Linked DNA regions of Zea mays: region 1 is linked to region 2. The links are chromatin contacts, called in public Hi-C maps. All regions are on one chromosome and are shown on one strand. The core of a region is the stretch at or near the end of the contact, and the rest is flanking DNA. Distances in the headings are between cores, read along the strand shown.

What was found. A called contact is a pair of places that touch in the nucleus more often than the background predicts.
Region 1: a Hi-C map of tassel shows a contact between it and region 2, with 3 times the contacts expected there. The contact joins the enhancer-like site here to the promoter of LOC100285944 in region 2. A contact is called at or near these places in 3 of 25 Hi-C or Micro-C datasets (ear, leaf and tassel).

The regions. Positions count from the first base shown.
Region 1 is chr8:22,685,503-22,690,089 of Zm-B73-REFERENCE-NAM-5.0, forward strand. It overlaps the pseudogene LOC100273737. Among protein-coding and RNA genes, the nearest start is that of LOC103636824, 39 kb to the left of the region's middle. Within about 2 kb of position 1,554, at least 10 of the 20 cell types and tissues checked have an H3K27ac peak or open chromatin away from gene starts, as enhancers often do. A contact at or near this core is called in ear, leaf and tassel, where this site is marked.
Region 2 is chr8:22,400,298-22,404,641 of Zm-B73-REFERENCE-NAM-5.0, forward strand. LOC100285944 (glutaminyl-tRNA synthetase) reads left to right here and starts at 2,008. Exons shown (of 22, transcript NM_001158833.2): 1 at 2,008-2,331; 2 at 2,936-2,983; 3 at 3,070-3,141; 4 at 3,276-3,375; 5 at 3,676-3,771; 6 at 3,957-4,018; 7 at 4,099-4,200; 8 at 4,286-4,344. The coding sequence starts at 2,188. LOC100856985 reads left to right here. Exons shown (of 9, transcript XM_035961636.1): 8 at 415-510; 9 at 586-833.

The DNA of each region.
Region 1 (4,587 bases), core at 304-2,803, 280 kb after region 2:
AGACCAAATACATCCATACTTCTTCGGTGGGCCACTCGTGAGGATTTCACCATATCTACCTCAGTTTTACATTTAATTAATTCTGAAGTAATCTGTGTTGGCTCTGGAGACTTACTACACGGAAACCTAGCTAGCTAGCTAGAAAATAATGAAGATAAGAAAGCAACTTTGTCGCAGAGGTACACATTAACACATATATAGATCAGTAGTAATAATCATGATCCAAATATATCTTCATGATTCGTCTTAGTTCTTAGTTATTTTTTAGTTTAAAATTAAATAGAAATATATATGGTCTGATTCTAATATGATCCGATCTTTAACTTTATAGTGTAAAATTTAAAGCTAGATACCACCCCTATACATACATAATGCGATTTACCATAGACTTTTATTTGACATACACAACTGACGACACATAATCAGTTACTAGGACACAAAGCCGTAAGAACTTCTAAAAGGATGGAACAAAGTCGTCTTGCCACACAAACGTAAACAATATAATGCAAGTTTTCCACAGACGACCTTTTCATTTTACATAGGACTGACTAGCACATGGAAACTTGAAAAGGGAACGGTTTGATTCGGAGAACGACAAAGCTTTACATGCGAATATAAAATGCTCTCCCTCGTGAATGAGAAGAGGAAAACCGCAACTTGTCCGAAGCCATCAGCTTAACAAACGGTTCGTTCAATTATATGAATTAAAATTAAAAAGACACGGCGCGGATTTACACTACCGATACGCTGCATGACTGGTCTTCTTTGCCGAGTATTCTAAACACTCGGCAAATGTCTTTTTTATTTGACAAAGTTTTTGTTGAGTATTATATTTAACAAAGAATACTTGATAAATATTTTATTGGTAAATGATTCTTCGTCGACTATTTTTTCTGCAATTGGTAAAGACTTCGCCGAATATAAAAAACACATAGATGACTCAAGATAATCCAAATGATATTATGGATCTTTGCATCTTCGATGACTAATATGAGAGATAAATAACGATCTAGACCATTAATTTGTATGTAGTTGGATTACTTTGATATATAAAATTAACTAGATTAGGCATGCCCATACACGTGCATGGGGGTGGTTGTTGAGGAGAGTACGTACATCTAGTAAAGAAAAAAAATAGTGTATTATTGGGGGGTAAGTATGAACTGATGGATTTATTCATTGCTGACCATCACTACTTGGTAGATGCTAAAATTCACCAGAATTAAGTGTTCGACACTATACTTTGTATATGGCCCACGATATATTTCATATGCATGCGTTAGGATTTCAAAAGGCTAGGAATAAGACCCATTCACAGAAGAATGTAGTACATATGAGAAAATGGATTGGAAGCGCATGCACGCGGGTGTTCTCTCTCTCCATTTTTTTTTCTAAGAATCACCTCGAACCATGTTATATGTTGTACGTACACGAACACGAGTATCTACTACGGCTGGATGTTCGTTAGCCGAGAACAAGAACAATTACGGGCCCAAACAGTGAAAAGGAAGATAGCTTCGGCCCAACAAGGTAAAATGAGCAAGCCCATCAACTACATAAGCTCGTTAGTTGCGTACGGACCACTACGTTCCTACCAATACCGCATTACGGGTTCGTACATAGTTAGAGATGGCAACGGATATAAATCCGTCGGGTTTTGCTATCCCAAACTCGTGCCCGTGAAAAATATTTACACCTATTAAAAAACCCGTACCCATGACGGGTTTGAATTTTTGCCCAAACCCATACCCATTGGGTTTGCGGGTACTCACGGGTTACCCGCGGGTTTTTATCTCCAATATGCTTATTCTTTTTATAATCAATAAGTATCGTACTGATTAATGAGATCATAGTCCAAAGTTTATATAATGAACAATGAGTTCATGATTTGGTATAAATAATATTAGTAGAGAGAATTAAATATAAATAATACGTTGTATAATTAAGTTACCTTGCACTAAGTTATACACACCACATATATAACGCTAGTAATAACTATAATAGCAAGCAAGCAACACTATCACCAACTACTTATACATTCACTATTTGATAAAAATTAGGAAGTAAATAGGTAGATAACACGTTTGTTGTTCGTTTATAAAATAAAATGACAATATGCATTAGGTTTGGTCGGGTTTAAAAAACCCACGGGTTCACGGGTTTGGGTACAATCAGAACAAACCCGTACCCATGAACCCGTCGGGTATACATTTATACCCATTAACAAACCTATGGGTATGAAAATTGATCCAAACCCGTACCCTAATGGGGTAAAAACACATCGGGTTTCGGGTACCCATTGCCATCTCTATACATAGTGTAGGTCTGGAGGTATACGTGACCAACGAGTCGTGCTGATTTAATCGGATCAAAGCACGGTTCGGTACGGATAAATATATGGTGGGTTAGATTGGGATAAAGTTGGATCACAGATGGGTTGTGCTAGGTCGTACTCAAGTTGATGGGCTATTTATGTCTAGTATCGTGCTAAATGAGTCGATAGTGCTTATACCGTCCGATGGGTTTGTATCTAAGCCCAAATATGATCCATAATAAACCTCGAGCTGGCCAGACATAGTTACTGTCGTGTCGTGCCATGTCCGTGCCAAAATAAGTGTGCCTCGTGCTGGTCCATATAGACCGACTCATGTGGTCATCTGTAGCCTGGAGGGCAAGTGGTCGATGGATGTGCAAGCTGAAAGATCAAATTAATCTGATCCACGTGCAACAAATAATTGACACAATAGTTGAAAGATTCAAAGCTCCTTCATATTTCATATACGCTTCATTATGCTCGTTGTGTTAGGTTTAATATAGATATATAGCTCATACCTTATTTAATTGGATCAAACTAAGGCCATGTTTCAATCTCATGGGATAAACTTTAGCTTCCTGCTAAACTTTAGCCATATAAATTGAAATGCTAAAGTTTAGCTTCTTGGGTGTCTGAACTACTCTAATAAAGTTTAGCACATTGGAATAAAAAGACATGCATGCCCTAATGCAGAGAGAGAGAGATTGGAGTTGGAGGGTGTTGGAACTTGCTCTCACTCGCAAGGGGGGCCAACAGGGGTGAACGATGACGTTGACAGGGTTACGTGCTAGATGGCAAAAGCTCTGTTAATCCGGCCTCTCACGGGCACTGTGCGGGGGTATTTATAGGTACCTGAGCGCCCAGCGCTTTGTGCTAAGGACGCATGTGCCCTCAGCTACCTAGGTTATTCCCAGAATATTCCCATAAAGCAGGGTTACAGACTGTAATTACAGGGATGCCTTTACAAATTAGACCCGTAACACGCGGCGGCCACGCAGGGCCCGTTACAATGGGCCAGATCACACGTGGGCCTCTGAGCTGGACGAGGCCGCACTATGAGATGACCCCGTCACAGGCCTTCGTCTGGTGCCGAATCGAGCGGAGGGTGTCCCTGTAGGATTACGGGGAGGCTACGCTAGCGCAAAACAAAATTTTCATCCCCATACACTACACGACGGTTCACTTACAGCGACCTACGGTTGGTTGCTAAAACGGCCTTCAGCGACCTACGGTTGGTCGCTAAAAACTTTTAGCGACCCATAAGGATGGTCGCTGCAAGTGCCGTCGCTAAAGGCTTTAGCGACCGACATCTTTTTAGCGACCGACCGTCCGTTGCAAATATTGTATATTTAGAGACCAACCGTGGGTTGATGTACTATAGATTTAGCAACCAACCGTAAGTCGTCATACTATACATTTAGCAACCAACAGAAAGTCGCCCTTTTTACAGTTGTTATTAATAATAATATACATTTAATTAAGCACCACAAATCACAGATTTTTATACACAAATCATAAAGACATACACAGTTAATCAGTATACCACAGTCATAGATCCATCACATAAATACAAAAGCACCACAATTATATATTCACAAAAGCATCACAATTATAATATCATTCACAACTAGATCATTTACAGATAGCTAGCTAGATCATTCACAAAAGCTCCAGAGATGATCAGTCACAAAAGCACCACACTAAACTCAGATTACTCCTTCGCCGCCTGTCCTCCCACAACTAAACTCTCTCTTACCAAATTTCTGCCATAAAGAAGGAACAAATAAACTTAGCTACGAAAAGCTGCCAGTTCCAACTCTGTCAAAGCATTTGGAAGGATCCGTAGACACTAGATAAATATCAGCTAGCGTGCGCTATTTGGTGCTGCTAATCATCTGGCTGACTGAGGTGTATGATCCCACGCATGCACATACGACGCCGATCATTATGATGACTATGCACAGGATGATCTGGAATGAAAACCAAAGTTAAGTTAGATCACAGACAATTCAGTGTCCAGCTATTTCGGGGTTGGGATTCTGGAAGTGTTGTTTACCTCCCACAATGGCACTGCGCCCTTCTTGATGGAGAGGTAGCACGCACATGGGAGTATCAGAGCCTGTAAACCATCAAGCAACTTGTTCAGTTGGGTTGGCCAAAGGAAAGTACAGTGCACGAGTTTAGGTGAAAGTGTTTCTCACAACCCAGAACAGGCAACCCAGAACAGGCAGAGGATGACTGCAATTGTCGCCATCACACCGTCAGCTGAGTAC
Region 2 (4,344 bases), core at 758-3,257:
CATGTAATGTAAACATTGAAGCATGCGAGCAGGTTACGACATAAATGTAAGGACATTTGTAAAATTGATAATTGACACATGATGTTTCATAACCTCAGTTTTGCTAGCTTAGGCTGTCAGGGAAGTGATGCATCAATGGATCAATACTGTTTATTGATTATAATGAAAAGACTCGAGTAAGGAATTGATAAATAACTGTTAAAATCAAGTCAGCGCAATGTATGGATCTATGCATCTTGTTATGGCACATAATATTTAATGTATAAGGAATAATGTTAAAAATAAATGGCCTAATTTGTCTCAGACATTTTTTTGGTGCATCACTGATTGAGTTATGCTATATGCATGGAATTGAATTGTATATACAATGTTTATTTGAATTTTCTATCAAACTATATCTTGTACCAATATCAGTGCTACTACTCAAGGATGTTGTTGCAAATGAGTTGTGGAGAACCGTAGATGCAAATGGTTGGAGAGCATCTTCTGCACCACACATCTATTGGCCTCGTAAGTTTCTCCAGTCCTATGCCATTCCGAGTGATGGCAAAATAAAATTCTGAAATGCAATCTCTCTACCTGCAGACATACCAGCTGAATCTGAGAGCAATGGGTACTTGTGTGTCCGGTGCAACGGCGGCTTGACCTTACAAATCAGTGTTGTATGACTAATATAAAACTCTCTCTCTCTAAAGTAGCATAGTTCACCATGCAAGTTTTGTGTATTCATGGCAACATATCTGAAAGATTTAAGATTACTTCTACCTTGATTTTGTAGATATGAAATGTTGTTGTCATTGCACGAATCATTAATGACTTGATTTTGCTCTCTATATGCTATCTTAGAAGTTTCAGAGTTCATTGTTTGTCCGCAATTCGAAATTTACTGTTAGCTATTGTTCTTGAACATTCCTTGATTTTATTTCTTGAATATGCACCTGATTCATCTAATGGAGTCATGGAACCACAGTTTGTGCAACTATTTTGGATGACCGATTTTATTTCTTGTGTCGAACATTTGGCAATTAAGAAATAGAAGATTACTTCCCCAATATCCCTTCTTCCTAATCTCACCATTCACGTTCTTCTGGGGAACAATCACTTGCTATTACTGACTGACATGTCCACTCCTCATATGTCAGATATTGGTGTTGATATATATGTTGTTTGTTTCCATGTAATTGTTGTGCACTAACATTATCGAATAAATTGTACACCGTCGCAACGCACGGGCACTCAACTAGTTATAACTGAAATGCCGTGGAGAGAAACGGTGTTCTCTAACTCTAATCGAGTATAGTAATTATATATAACACAAAACACAAATAGCGTTTGCTGCGGAGTTTTGTTGCCCGATGCCTGTTTTTAATGTTCTCGAATATTTATCGTCCGCCTGTTCATATTTAACCTAAAACACGATAAAAAAAACCCGAAAATGGTATATGATCTATGTTGTGCGATGGCAGCCTCCACTGCAGCGACCTTGGCTCTGCTATCTCGTGACACTAGATAATTACTAAAAAGCATAATAGAATTAGATTGGTCGTTGTAACGGAATCCTGGCCCATTGTTACATGGGCCCTGCCAGAGAATTTGGCCGACGCGAAGCACGTTTTCGCTTCAGCAAAACCAGTATCATGGCTCCATCAGTCGCTTTCAGCTTCCGTAGCACTCTGGACGTGACGTGAGGCGAGAGATTCTCGCGACGTGGTGTGGTGGATGGATTCTAGAATCCGGTTCCGCGCCGATGGATTCCGTATTTCCGTGGCAGCCAAGTGAAGCAAAGGTCAGCTACTCCCGTCCCGCGTGGTATGTAAAAAACGTAGCAGCAGTATCTTGGAACTCAAGTTTCCGTCTGCTCGAAGACGAACGTAAACGGAAAGCGGAAGCCGACGGAATCCGTCGCACGCCGTGACGCTGACGCACGCCGGCACGCCGCACGCGCTAATGGACCCGGCCCCCCTGTACAAGTGGGCCTCGATATATATCACTGGGTGCTCTTCACTTGGGTTTAATCCAACAATCCAAACCACCCACACCACACCACCCTGCTCTTCACGAGCTCCTCCACTCTGTTCTTCCCCGCCGCTCCACTGCGCCCTTCCTCCCGCCGGGATCCTAAACCCTAGCCCCTAGGGAGCGGGAGAGGCTGCTGCTGCTGCTGCTACCGCGGCGGCGCCGGAGGGGATGGGCACCGGGGGAGACGGGAGCAAGGCGGGCCCGGCGCTGCCGCTCGAGGCGCTGCTGGCGCTCGGCCTCGACCAGCGCACCGCCGAGAACGCGCTCGTCAACGCCAAGGTCACCGCCAACCTCGCCTCCGTCATAGCCGAGGTGAGCCCTCGCCGTCCGCTCGCGTCTCGCCGCACTGGGTGTCTCTGATTTTGGTCGCGTCTCGGCGGGTCTAGCGTTGGTGCGGAGTTCTGGAGAGGGGGTCTGATTTTGGTTATGCTAACCTGTGCCACATGGTGTAGAGAAATCTGCCGTTGTAATTCCGGATGCAGAGTATCTGCCCAAGTGTTTGATGCGCCCTGTAAATGGTATACGATGCCAGGATCCGTGCTGGCTGCTGCACAATCTAGTTCCTCCCAACTCCGACCGTTACTAGATCGTACAGTAGCGTAGCGTGCAATTTTGGTTCCTCGTTCTGCAAGCCTGCTGCCTAGTTCACACGTTCTATTGCAGCTCCATTTTGTCCGTGCTCGCTTAATTTCGTCACTGCGACATCTGATATCGGCTTCATGCTTGCTCAGAAGTCACATAGGAATTCAGACATTATATATCTAGTTTTTTTACTGTTCCCTTATCCACTGACTTATCCTAGCTTAAGCCTCGCTGTGATCAAATTACTATTTTAACATTTTGTTGCACTGACAATCTCTTCAAAATGTACCGCCTCCTCCCGTTAGATTAACTGGTCTTGTTTGCCTGCCGACAGGCTGGTATAAAGGAATGCGACAAGTCAGTCGGCAATCTTCTGTATGCAGTAAGCACCTAGACCAATGGAACATGAGAAAGGTATAAGTTGACGATTTTTTCTTGTGTAACTCAACTTACTCATGTGTGAAACAGGTCGCCACCAAGTACCCAACTAATGCACTTGTTCACCGTCCTGTCCTTATTAGCTATGTCTTGTCAACAAAGGTAGATCCTTAACCCTTTACCCCTCTCCATTCTTGACTTCTACGAGTTGATTTTGCTGGTGCGGACAAAGTGTTTTCCTTGTTTCACCTTCTCATTGCCTTGATGGTGTGAACATTAAAATTTTCTCTTTGCAGATAAAGAACCCCGCACAGCTAGATGCTGCTCTGTCATTTCTTACTAATACTGGTCCTGATTCTCTAGATGTGGTCAAATTTGAAGAAGCATGTGGTGTAGGTAAATTTCCTTTCCATGGCTTGTATCAATGTGCTTCTAATATAATCTATGTCGCGCATCGTTCTTAGAATTTTGTGATACGTCATTGGGCTTATCTGTTCTTCTGATACCAAGGAAGAGTCTCTGTCTAGCTCTCAGAAAATAGTCTATTCTTACTTCTTAGTCTGTCGGCCCGTTTCATCTGAAATACTTGATCTAAGAGAATAATGACTCAAGAAACTGACACTACTTTTGTTAACAGTTTATCCTCAGTCCATATCACCTGGCCATCTTATGACTACCACAATGCTGTGCCTGCAGGTGTGGTTGTTTCTATTGAGGAAATTAAATCTACTGTTACTGATGTGCTTGAGGAGAATATGGAAGCTATAAAGGAGCAGCGATATCACATAAATGGTTCGGTTTCCAATTCAACTTGAATGATAAATTGCAAACAATTTTATGAACCAAAATCCACATATGCTTACTGTTCTATATCCTATTAAATTTACAACTGTACTCATAATTCTTAGTTTAGTAATTTCCTGATGAATGACCATCGGACTAATCCTTAACCCTGTCCTTTTTTGGCTTTTCTTCAGTTGGTACACTATGCGGACAGGTCAGGAAGAGACACCCCTGGGGTGATGCTAAGGCGATAAAGGTGCAAAGCAATTATTATACAAACCACTTGTTTTATTTCAATTGTCTTTTAGTTGTTTTGAACATCTGCTGCTTGCACAGGAGGAAATTGACAAGAGGCTTGCAGAAATCCTAGGTCCCAAGACAGAAGCTGACAATATAAAACCAGTGAAAAAGAAGAAGGAAAAACCAGCAAAAGTTGAGGTTGGCAATCATGTGCACCATTCATGTTTAAAGTAGTGCAGTTTGATTTGTTGGACCACTTAGTTATGGTTTCCCTAAAATGCAGGAGAAAAAAGTTGCAGTTGCCACTGCTGCCCCACCATCTGAGGAGGAATTGAACCCGTA